Regions from separate parts of the Zea mays genome. Here region 1 is linked to region 2. The links are chromatin contacts, called in public Hi-C maps. All regions are on one chromosome and are shown on one strand. Each heading gives the region's core, a stretch centred on a gene start, on an enhancer-like site or on the middle of the called end of the contact. The rest is flanking DNA. Distances are from core to core; before and after follow the strand shown.

Region 1 (6,109 bases), core at 1,395-3,894, 500 kb before region 2:
ACGTTAGCACATTGCTACACCCCCCATTGTACACCTAGGCCCTCTCCTTACGTCTATAAAAGGAAGGTCCAGGGCTCTCGTACGGAAGGTTGGCCGCGCGGGAGAACGGGCCGACGCATAAGGCTCTCGCTCTCTCTCTCTCTCCCACGCGAACGCTTGTAACCCCCTACTGCAAGCGCATCCATCCGCCCTGGGCGCAGGACAACACGAAGGCCGCGGTTTCCCCTTACTGTTCTCCCCCCTTTGTGTCCCGTCTCGCGCCGACCCATCTGGGCTGGGACACGCAGCGACAATTTACTCATCGATCCAGGGACCCCCCCGGGGTTGAAACGCCGACACCAATGTTCACCCTTCATCGCTTCCAACCTACAAGTACAAACCCACATGACTTTTACCTTCGTCGTTGACACCGTCTTTGTGATTCACATCTGCACAACATAAAGGCAAGAAACATATTATACTATTGAACTTGAGTATGCTCTTTCCTTCCATCAAAGTGAATCATTGAACAAAATGTGATATAATGACATAGAATGCAATAGAAACAAGGATAGCGAATGAGTTACCTACTCCTAAGGGTCAAAGCATGTGATATCATGTCCGGTGGATTGTGATATCCTGGCCCAAGGCATAATAGAATTAATAGAGTACCCATACCAACAAGGTGCATCTTCTTTTTCGGAAGCCTATCTCGAAAGAACCTCTGGTTAAGCGTGCTTGGCCTAGAGCAATCTTGGGATGTGTGACCGACCGAGAAGTTTTCTAGTGTGTACATGAGTGAGGACAAAGTGCGCACAAAAGACTCGTGTTGGTCCGTGGGGATGTTATATGGTCCTAGAGGGCTACTAGGAGTAAGTACCGCTAGACCCGGTGTGACCGGGTGTTACAAAGCAAGTCTTTCTATTTTTTGGTAACACTAAGCTAAAACCGATCATCTTCTTGACAGCCACTCATCATACTTAAACATCGTGGCCACATATCAATCACATGTTCACATGATCAAACTAAAACATTTTGATGTAAGATAATTCCATAAATTGTTGTACTAGGCACAAAGAGTTCATTAATACAACCATCAACAAATATGGTCTCAATTATTGGTTAATCTGTTTATTCCAAACACAAGTCTTTCAAACCTACAAACATTTTACTACAGTATTTAAATATAAAATATGTGTATAGTAAAAGCTATATACACATATTAGTTAGAATAAACTATAATTTATAACGAAAGGTGTAGATGACATGAGAGAAATAAAATAAATAATCAGAGCAGAACTCATTGCTTTTTAAAAGAAAATGGTAAAAATACAATTTCGGTCCTTAAAGTTGTCGAGATGTGTCATCCCGATCCATAACTTTTGAAGTATGCCTCTTAAAGGTTCAATTGTTGTTCGGGTCTCATTTACGTCCTAACGGATCGAAATAGACCTGTTATGACCGAAATAAACCCTTCTTTGTTAAGCCGACACGTGGGAGGGGAAGCTGACGGCGTGGGGCTTATGGTGCCCATCGACGGTAGCAAGCTCCCCCCCGGCCCACACCTCATGACCCTCGCGCACCTTGAGCTCCTAGCTGACGCGACCATCCATCGTCGCGCACGAGAAGCGCTTCCGCGTGGTGGTGTATCCACTGACCCTGCGCCTCCACTAGCTAGCGATGGGCATGGCCGTGGTGGTCACCGACGCTAAGGGGCGGGGACGGAGTAGGAGACCACCACCAGCAAGACAACAGAGAAGAATGTGATCCCCTTCGCGCGACGTTGGAGCTGTCGGACTTGCCGACACTATACGTACTTGTCTTACCGCCTGAGCACATTGCAGATTGCCTCCAGCATCCGCTCATCATGAGATCCTCCCCCCACCGCTGGCGATGGTGGAGAAGCAACAATTAAGGTGGAAGAAGCGGAGGTAGTAGTTGTGCGGCATGAAGCTGGGCCGCGTCGCCACGGGGCTCCATGTCTGCACCTCCACCGAGTCCTAGCTCGTCGTGCCGTGCTGGGTCATGGCACACGCTAGTAGTAGCTCCTCCAACGTTCCCCATATCTCCTCTCCCTTGTCGGTTGACGGCATAGCTTTCGACTCTGGTGACATGTCAGTGCCTCCGACCCGTCCGCCATCAGGCGTTCTAGTCTGCGAGGCAGCGGAGGGGTCGTGGACTAGAGCTAGCGGGAAGGACAGAGGGTGGTTAGGTGAACTCGTGTTAAGGAAGCAGGGAGGCAGTAAAGGCGGCCGGGTGACGAGCTTAGCTAAGACTATCTCCAGCAGCCCCATATTCAACTCTACTCTGCAAATAATATAATCTACAATGTAAAATAGTGTTTTAGCTGACCATATGAGTGAACTGCTGGAAATAATGCAGAAATGGTAGCCTAGCGACTAGGGCGTGCCACGGTGGCATAATAGGGAGGTAGAAGGGTGTATCGGGTGCAACAGATCACAAAGATTGACATATGGACGTAGCTACAACAACCTATTAAGACATCTGAAGTTCGATTGAGCTTTTAAGAGATAATATATTTTAAATTTTATGGACCGACAAGTCTAAGGTCCGGAATTGTATTTTACTAAAAAAATCAGGAATACGTGTGCCGCTGCCGCTGCCTGTTGCGTACTTGCGTTCTCGACTCTAAGCTTATCCTTTGTTCCGTACTGCTCGTCTGCTCCCCGTTCACCCCTCTCCCTCTCTCTCTCTCTCTCTCTCCACTTTCCTTTCCTGGCAGCGACGAGTGACGACAGTGGCAGGCGGGCGGGCGGGCGAGCGTCGACGGCGTTCTCTAGGTCTTCGTTGTCCCCTTCACCGGCGGCTGCCAACGCCCTTTGCCAGGTCTTCGTTGTCACCTTCGCCGGCGACTGTCACGGCCCCTTCGCCAGCTCTTCGTCTGCCCCTTCCCCGGTACCGGGTATGCTCGCCCGTTCTCTTTCCTCCATCCTGTTCAAAAGGACAACCCAAATTTAAGGTACCTGTATAGCTATTTGGGATCTGACCCAATTACGGACAGGTTTGGTGTGAAATTTGCACACATTAATTGAGGTAGGTATCTGAGCCCCCCCCCCCCCCCCCCCCCCCCCCCCCCCCCCCCCCCCCCCCCCCCCCCCCCCCCCCCCCCCCCCCCCCCCCCCCCGCGGGAAAAAAATCTTATTTTTCCGTGTGTTTTTATTCTTTGACGTCAGTCCATTTCATATACCCTTTGACCTCTTCTCACCGTAGGTGACAACCGAGTAACTGACATAGGTTCATTCCTTAAATTACATTTGTCTAACTCCAAGGATATGCGGAACTGGAAATCCAAATACACGTTTGGTTTACGCATTTAGCCGAAAGAAGAGACCTAAGTGTTACCATGTCCAATCGGGTATCCGGTATCCAAATACACGTTTGAAAAGATGGTCATCTATATTAGGTATTCTACCACATCGTATCTAGAATGAGTATCGATTATAGGTTACCTGATGGAGATGCTACAATGTTATTTAGATATATATAATGGGTTTAGGTGCCCTGATAGGTACTCAGCTGGAGTCAACCTTACATCTTCTGGAATGAGCACCTACTCGAAACAATGATTTCACTTTTCACATGGGTTGATAACTTGTAATCATCCCTTTTTTCAAGTCATGCAATACTATACGCAATGTTTTAATAGTGGGCTGAGCTTCTTAGCAGCTATCATCTGCAACATATAAGGGTGCGTTTGGTTCGGTTGTGAAAAAGTTGTTGTAAGCTGTCTATTGTGAAAAATCTACTTTGAGTTGCCCGCTATGCAAAACTGAAAATCCTTTGGTTGAAACTGTTGTGAAACCGTAGATTTCACGTGATTTGTCTACAATGCCCTTGAGAGGGCTACATAGATTGTTTATACTCAAACTGGTTGTAGTACAATGTTTTTTAGAATTGACATAATTTTTCACTATTACAACATTCAATTAATATTTCATAAATATAGATGAGTAGGAAACATTCAATATTTATGCAACAAAATAACTGAAAAATATATTAACAAGCTATAGAATGCCTGATGTTTATAGTTCGATGATGGATCATGCATGTCTTCAATTCAGGCACTCTTTCTTGTTACTTTTACCTTTTCTAGGAGGCTAGAAGAACAACTAAGTCACATTTGCACAAGGACCATTACAATCTTATCAACACAGGCGTATCAGGCCATTTCCATTTGTACCAGCAAAGAACCACTTATTCAAATGCACACACAAAAATCGAATCAAATGAGTAACAAGTTGCAAAAGGAGGCAAGGCATCGCCATCAGCAATGCGCCTTTAGTTAAGCGCGCGTCAGAATCATCCAGGTGGTGAAGAACTTGTAGAGCACGGCGTTGCCTATCAGCCTTGCCGCATCCTTGAGCTCGTCGAGGCTGCACCTAGCATCTTCCACGAGCTATCGCGTCGCTGACCACCACCCTTCCCGACACGGGGACTCGACAAATTGCCACCGGAAGAAGTCCTTGACTGCCATGGCTGTCACCATGATGGAGCTTAGCGCCAGCAACACGTCGTGGGTGTGGTAGATGACCGCCTCTTGGAGGCCCATCCATTGCTTCCACAACATGACGTGGTGGGGCGGAGGCCGAGGCTCGTAGCGCAGTTAACGAAAATATGTCCGGCGCTGTACATGGCGATGGCTTACAAGTTACAACTGCTAGGCGGCGAGGGAATTGCTCGTGAGCGGGTTGGCGATGGTGAGCGTGCACGTGGTAGAGGACGAGTTTTCCGAATACAACCACGGGCACGGGCACGACGACCCTTGATGCGGTGTGGTAGCGGTTCCAGTTGTGGTTGGGGTTGGTGACGTTGAAGGCGATGGGTGGACAGGGGTCAGAGTCGACTAGAAGGTAGGGAACCGTTGTAGGGAGGAAGAAAAGAAAAAAAATAACGTTTCACTCTTCACAACCAACTAGTATGGTGCCCATGCGTTGCAACGGAACACAAACTATTTGTTAAATGCTTATTACCTACGCATATCTATGTTCTTGAAGCGACGTGGTATACTGGTTACCTCATTTAAATCGTTGAATTTCCAGGGCATAAGAACCTACAAAATATCAGTCATTAGGATTGCAAAGAAGTGCCCTTTATAAATATCAGTCATAAGAACCTGCGTCTCCCGCCCGAGGGTGGCCTCGGGCGAGCCGTTATTGCGTCTCCCACTCGAGGTTGGCCTCGGGCGAGGCGTGACTGTGTCTCCCGCCCAAGGGTGGCCTCGGACGAGCCGTGACTGCGTCTATCGCCCGAGGTTGGCCTCGGGCAAGGCGTGACTGCGTCTTTTGCCCGAGGTTGGCCTTGGGCGAGGCGTGACTACGTGAGGTTGGCCTTGGGTGAGGTGTGACTGCGTCTCCCGCCTGAGGGTGGCCTCAGGTGAGCCATGACTGCGTCTCCCGCCCGAGGGTGGCCTCGGGCGAGCCGTGACTGTTTCTCCTGCATGAGGTTGGCCTCGGGCGAGCCGTGACTGCGCCTCCCGGCCGGGGTTGGCCTCGGGTGAGGCGTGACTACGTCTCCGTCCGAGGTGATTGCTTCTCCCGCCAGAGGTTGGCCTCGGGCGAGGCGTGACAGCGTCTCCCACCCGAGGCCACCCTCGGGCAAGCCGTGACTACGTTTCCCGCCCGGGGATGGCCTCGGGCGAGGCGTGACTACCTGTCCTTCCCGAGGATGGCCTCGGGCGTGTCGTGACTGTGTCTCCCGCCTGGGGTTGGTCTCGGGCGAGTGAGCGAGTCGTGACTGCGTCTCCCGCCCGAGGATGGCCACGGGCGAGTCGTGACTGCGTCTCCTGCCCGAGGATGGCCTGAGCGAGTCGTGACTGCCTCTCTCGCCCGAGGTTGGCCTCGAGCGAGTCGTGACTGCGTCTCCCGCCCGGGGATGGCCTCAGGCAAGTCGTGACTGCCTGTCCCGCCCGAGGCCTCGGGCGAGTCGTGACTGCCTCTCTCGCATGAAGTTGGCCTCGAGCAAGTCGTGACTGCGTCTCCCACCCGAGGATGGCCTTGGGCGAGTCGTGACTGCTTGTCCCACCCGTGGATGGTATCGGGCGAGTCGTGACTTCGTCTCCTGCCCGGGCTTGGCCTCGGGAGTCGTGATTGCGTCTCCCGCCCGAGGTTAG
Region 2 (5,534 bases), core at 83-2,582:
TTTGGACGGTGAAAATATTGAACGGCTAACCAATGGCTGCAGTTCTAGGTGGAGAAAGAATGGACAAAGCATTGACTTTTCGTTTGTTGTGTGAACATGGTATGCTCAAAACCTCAAACAGCCTTGGACTGTTTGTTAACTACAGCCAGCTGATCTACAACCGCAGCTGCTGCTGCTACAATTTATAAAGATAAAACACTGTAGAGGTCATAACTATAGCCGGATTAAAATCACAGCGACAATATAACAAAAAGATTCGTATGTACAAATCTATGAGCATAACTTAGTTGCAGGGCCGGCCCTGAGGGGAGCAGGGTGGGTGGCCGCTCTAGGACCTCAAGCTATGGGCCCCTAAATATGTACCAAGTATATAATATATACTATGTATTTTTAGAGCTGGTATTAGTTTACTTACCATTTGATAGTTTCATTAGCTATTTATTAATTGCAGCTTGTTGGAAATCTAATAAACGAATAGACGAGCCTGTTGTAATCTTAGAAAAAACAAATCGTCGTAAACTACTAATGTGACGCGACAACGCGCTAAGTGTGCGTTCGCTAGCTGCTTGTAGTCATAGTGTAGTGTACTAGTCCTTGTATATATGATCTATGTCGATTAGAATCACCATTAGAACACACTTTCCCTTTTGATCACTCGAACAACATACCCATACAGCTATCGGCTACGGTTCATCATCGAGGCTAACAAATTTAAATTGGATGTACGATTACCATTCTACCTCTCTACCTCGAGCAATTGACAATATGACAATAGAGAATTTGGAATGTCTCAAAATTGACTCAGTGTGCTTTAACACCTCATAAGAGAAAAAAAATTAATAAATTGAATTTTGAAAAAATAACAACAATTTAATTATTATTTCAAATATATATATCACGGTTAAAATATGTCACATTTGTTAAAAAATAATGGTAAATTCAATTTATTTTTATCAATTTTGATATTAATTTTAAAGTCAAAGTTAAAATATTGTTTTTAAAAGTTTACGATCAAATTTATATCAGAAATATCCAAACTTTAATATAAAAGTGTGGCTAAATTTGCAAACAGTTAATAAAAGAAGGGACAATGGTACAATTGTATGAATGTGTTTTTATTAATACTGTTAAATACTGATAGTGATAATGGAAAATGGTCAAATTGTCCGTTCATTTCAATAAGAAGGGATATATGTGTAAACTTGAAAAAACAGAAGTAAAAAATAGACTCGCATCCCGAGTAGGGAAATCCATGCAACGCACCATAAAGTCTCTTGTTCAGTTGCATCTCAATTAAAATAGATTTAATCCTTCTCAATCTACTTTGATAAAGACGCAACCAAACAAAGCCTAAATTAATCCATGTGCGTCCTATGTTTCATGTTGGCGCAATGCCCTATTTAGTTCTAAAGGACTAAAAATTAGTCCCTCTATTTTAGTCTCATTTAATATCTAAATTGTGAAATAGTGGGACTAAAACAAAGACTAAACTACTTTAGTACCTAGTCTCTAAAGTCTGACGAAAAAGAACTAAACCATGTTAATTTCACCTTTTGTCCCTTATTTGTTTCAGTTGCACTAATGATAGGAAATTTATAAGAGACATTTTAGTCTTGTTATAAACCATTTAATGTATTCTAAATACTTTTAGTCACCAGAACCAAACAAGATTAGATCTAAACTTTAGTCCATAGACTAAACTTTATTCCATGAACTAAAGGAACCAAACAGAGGCTGGGATTCTATTTGGATGTTATCAACTACTAAATTATATATATTTTAGTATATTTAGATTAAATAAACAAATATTTTTTAGATTAACTAAACTTTGGTATGTCTAGAACCTCAGGTATGAATGTTGCAAGCATTAACACACGGCGTTAATTCAGCATTTCGTTGAATTCAAACCAAGAGCGAAGGTGCCGTACGTAAGCGGAAGCATATCATGCATCCGGTCACTGTCGTGTAAGACCAGACCGTCAATGGCTCATCTGCAGCTACGTGCTTGGACGTAAGTGCAAATGATCCGGCGGCAAGCAAGCATGCACGTCACGGAGGAACATGAATAAGTATCTCAGCTTAGCCTCACTTGCCAGAAGCCAGAAGGTCAATCAATCATCACTCACCCGTTGTTTTGTTCCCCGCACTGCCCGCTGCAGAGGCCACAGGCATGGCGCCGCGCTCGGTGAGCCTGCTGCTTCTGCTGACGCTCGTGGTGGCCGCCGACGACGAGGCCGCGCTGATTGCCTTTAAAGCCGCGGCGATCTTTGGCGGCGACACGCTTGCGTCGTGGAACAGTAGCGGTGCCGGCGGATTCTGCGGCTGGGTGGGGGTGACGTGCGGGGGCGGGGCCAAGCACCGCCGAGTGGTGGCACTGAGCCTGCCCTTGCACGGGCTGAGCGGATCACTCTCGCCTGCCGTCGGGAACCTGTCGTTTCTCAGGACTCTCAACCTCAGCTCCAACGCACTCAGCGGGGGCATCCCCGACAGCCTCGGTCGCCTCCGCCTGCTCCGAGAACTCGACCTGAGCTCCAACGCCTTCTCAGGCGAGGTCCCCGCCAACCTGAGCTCCTGCACCAGCCTAGTCCTCATGCGCCTCCGCTTCAACCAGCTCACCGGGAGCGTGCCCTACGAGTTGGGTGAGAAACTGATGAATCTCGTGGTGCTCAGTGTTTGGAACAACAGCCTCACCGGCACCATCCCAGCGTCATTAGCCAACCTGTCGTCGCTTAGCATCCTGTCACTTGGGTTCAACCAGCTCCACGGCACCATCCCGCCTGGCATCGGCGCCATCCAGGCCCTCCAGCACCTCGACCTCAATGACAACCACCTCTCTGGCGAACCCCCACATTCCTTGTACAACCTAACCTCGTTGGAAAGGTTCCAGCTCAGTGATAACATGCTCCATGGCAGAATTCCTGATGCCATAGGCATCAGGTTTCACAGCATGCAGATGCTTGAGTTTTATGCTAACCAGTTCACCGGGTCCATCCCTGTTTCACTCTTCAACCTCACCACACTGCAGATGCTTGACCTCTCAGAAAATAGGCTCGGTGGATATGTGTCTGGTGCAGTTGGAAGATTGGTAGCTCTGCAAAGCCTATTACTGTACGGGAACCTGCTGCAGGCGGACGACAAGGAGGGCTGGGAATTCATCACGTCCCTGTCAAACTGCACCCAGCTCGTGGAATTTGAAATCGGCCTCAACGCCGGTTTGACTGGGCAGCTGCCAAGTTCAATAGCGAATCTATCTAGCCTACAGACGCTCCGCTTTGATGGATCTGGGATCTCAGGAAGCATACCATCGGCCATCGGCAATCTGCTCAACCTACAAGTCCTCGGTATGTCAAGTACTTTCATATCAGGGGTTATTCCAGAGAGCATTGGCAGGCTGGGAAACTTGACTGAGATGGATTTGTTCAGCACTGACTTGTCAGGCATCATTCCTTTATCTATTGGAAATCTCAAAGGGTTAAATGTCTTTGATGCACATCATTGCAACTTGGGGGGGCCAATTCCAGCAAGCATAGGCAACATGTCGAATCTGTTGACACTTGATTTATCAAAGAACTCCCTCGATGGTTCAATTTCCAATGAGATTTTCAAACTGTCATCCCTTCTCTATTTAAACTTATCATACAATTCGCTATCGGGACATCTTCCTTCTGAGATGAGTAGTTTGGGGAACCTGAACCAACTAGTTCTGTCTGGGAACCGATTGTCTGGCGAGATACCTGAGAGTATTGGGGAATGCACTGTGCTGCAATACCTTATATTGGATAATAACTCAATCGATGGAAGCATACCTCAAACTCTGAGTAACATAAAAGGTCTAAATGCACTCAATTTGTCCATGAATAAACTAACTGGTGTTATCCCAAGTAACATTGGAACTATCCAAGATCTTCAGGTGTTGTATCTGGCACACAACAACTTGTCAGGGCCAATTCCTTCGCTCCTACAGAATTTGACAGCATTATCAGAATTGGATCTGTCATTCAACAATCTGCAAGGGGAAGTGCCAAAGGAGGGTATCTTCCGATATTCGACTAACTTTTCAATCATTGGGAACAGTGAGCTTTGTGGTGGATTACCTCAACTTCATTTAGCTCCATGCCAGACAGATCCCATGAAAAAGAACAGAAAAGGGCAGTTGAAGCATCTTAAAATAGCTCTGGCAACAATAGGTGCCCTATTGATCTTAGCTTTCTTTATTGCACTCCTTCAGTTTATTAAGAAGAAACTTATACGAAATCGTAACCAACCCTTACCACCAATAGTTGAGGAACAGCATGGAAGAGTTTCTTACCATGTATTAGCAAATGGAACAAATGGATTTTCAGAAGCCAATTTGCTTGGTAAAGGAAGCTTTGGGGCGGTCTACAAATGCACTTTACAGCCTGAGGAAACTGTTACCGCGGTGAAAGTTTTTAACCTTCAGCAATCTGGATCCACTAAAAGTTTTGTGGCTGAATGTGAAGCATTGAGAATGGTGCGTCACCGTTGTCTCATTAAAATCATCACGTGCTGCTCAAGCATGAATCACCAAGATCAAGAGTTTAAGGCTTTAGTTTTTGAGTTCATGCCAAATGGCAGCTTAGAAGGCTGGCTTCATCCAAATTCTGATATTCTCACTATGACAAATACTCTAAGCCTAGAACAAAGGCTAGACATTGCTGTAGATATCATGGATGCTTTGAACTATCTTCATAATCACTGTCAGCCACCAATTGCTCACTGCGATCTCAAGCCAAGCAACATTCTTCTTGCAGAAGACATGAGTGCTCGAGTTGGAGACTTCGGCATATCACGAATTCTTCCAGAAAATGCAAGTAAAATCCTGCAAAATTCAAATAGCACCATCGGAATAAGAGGCTCAGTTGGTTATGTTGCTCCAGGTAACTGAAATATCCTTTGTTGTTTCCTTGTAAGATGCTCCACAACAGATGAAATCCATAATCACTGATCAAATATGTTTGCTGATTTTGTAGAGTATGCTGAAGGCTCTACTGTCTCAACTATTGGTGATGTGTATAGTCTCGGTATATTGTTGCTTGAGATGTTTACTGGAAGGAGCCCCATAGATGACATGTTCGGAGACACAGTAGATTTGCATAATTATGCCAAACATGCACTCAGCGAAAGAATCTTAGATATTGTTGATTCAACAATCTGGCTACATGTAGAGTCAACGGATAGTACTATAAGGAGCAGAATTAAGGATTGCTTGGTTTCTGTCTTCAGGCTAGCCATATCCTGCTCAAAGCTTCGTCCAGGGGATCGAACAGTGATGAGCGATGCAGCAGCAGAGATGCACGCCATCAGAGATACATACCACATGTTTTGCTGCTAGCTTGGCATCAAACAATGGACCTACAGCATTTGTTGGCGCAATGATCAAAGTCTCAAAGATGGATGTAGACAGAATATGTTGTGAAATACATTAAGCTATAATATGCTCAGATTCGTTGTTCTTTTCGTAAGAGTGACAACGAAAAGTTATGTTGGTTTTACCTTATTAATAACATTTGCCA

What was found. A called contact is a pair of places that touch in the nucleus more often than the background predicts.
Region 1: a contact with region 2 is called in a Hi-C map of bundle sheath, with 2.6 times the contacts expected there. The contact joins the promoter of LOC100281920 here to the promoter of LOC103649762 in region 2. A contact is called at or near these places in 2 of 25 Hi-C or Micro-C datasets (bundle sheath and leaf).

The regions. Positions count from the first base shown.
Region 1 is chr3:17,088,805-17,094,913 of Zm-B73-REFERENCE-NAM-5.0, reverse strand. LOC100281920 reads left to right here and starts at 2,644. Exons shown (of 2, transcript NM_001154839.2): 1 at 2,644-2,902.
Region 2 is chr3:16,584,939-16,590,472 of Zm-B73-REFERENCE-NAM-5.0, reverse strand. It overlaps LOC103649762 (receptor kinase-like protein Xa21), which reads left to right and starts at 1,332. Exons shown (of 2, transcript XM_008675483.4): 1 at 1,332-4,898; 2 at 4,992-5,522. The coding sequence starts at 2,171. The coding sequence ends at 5,353.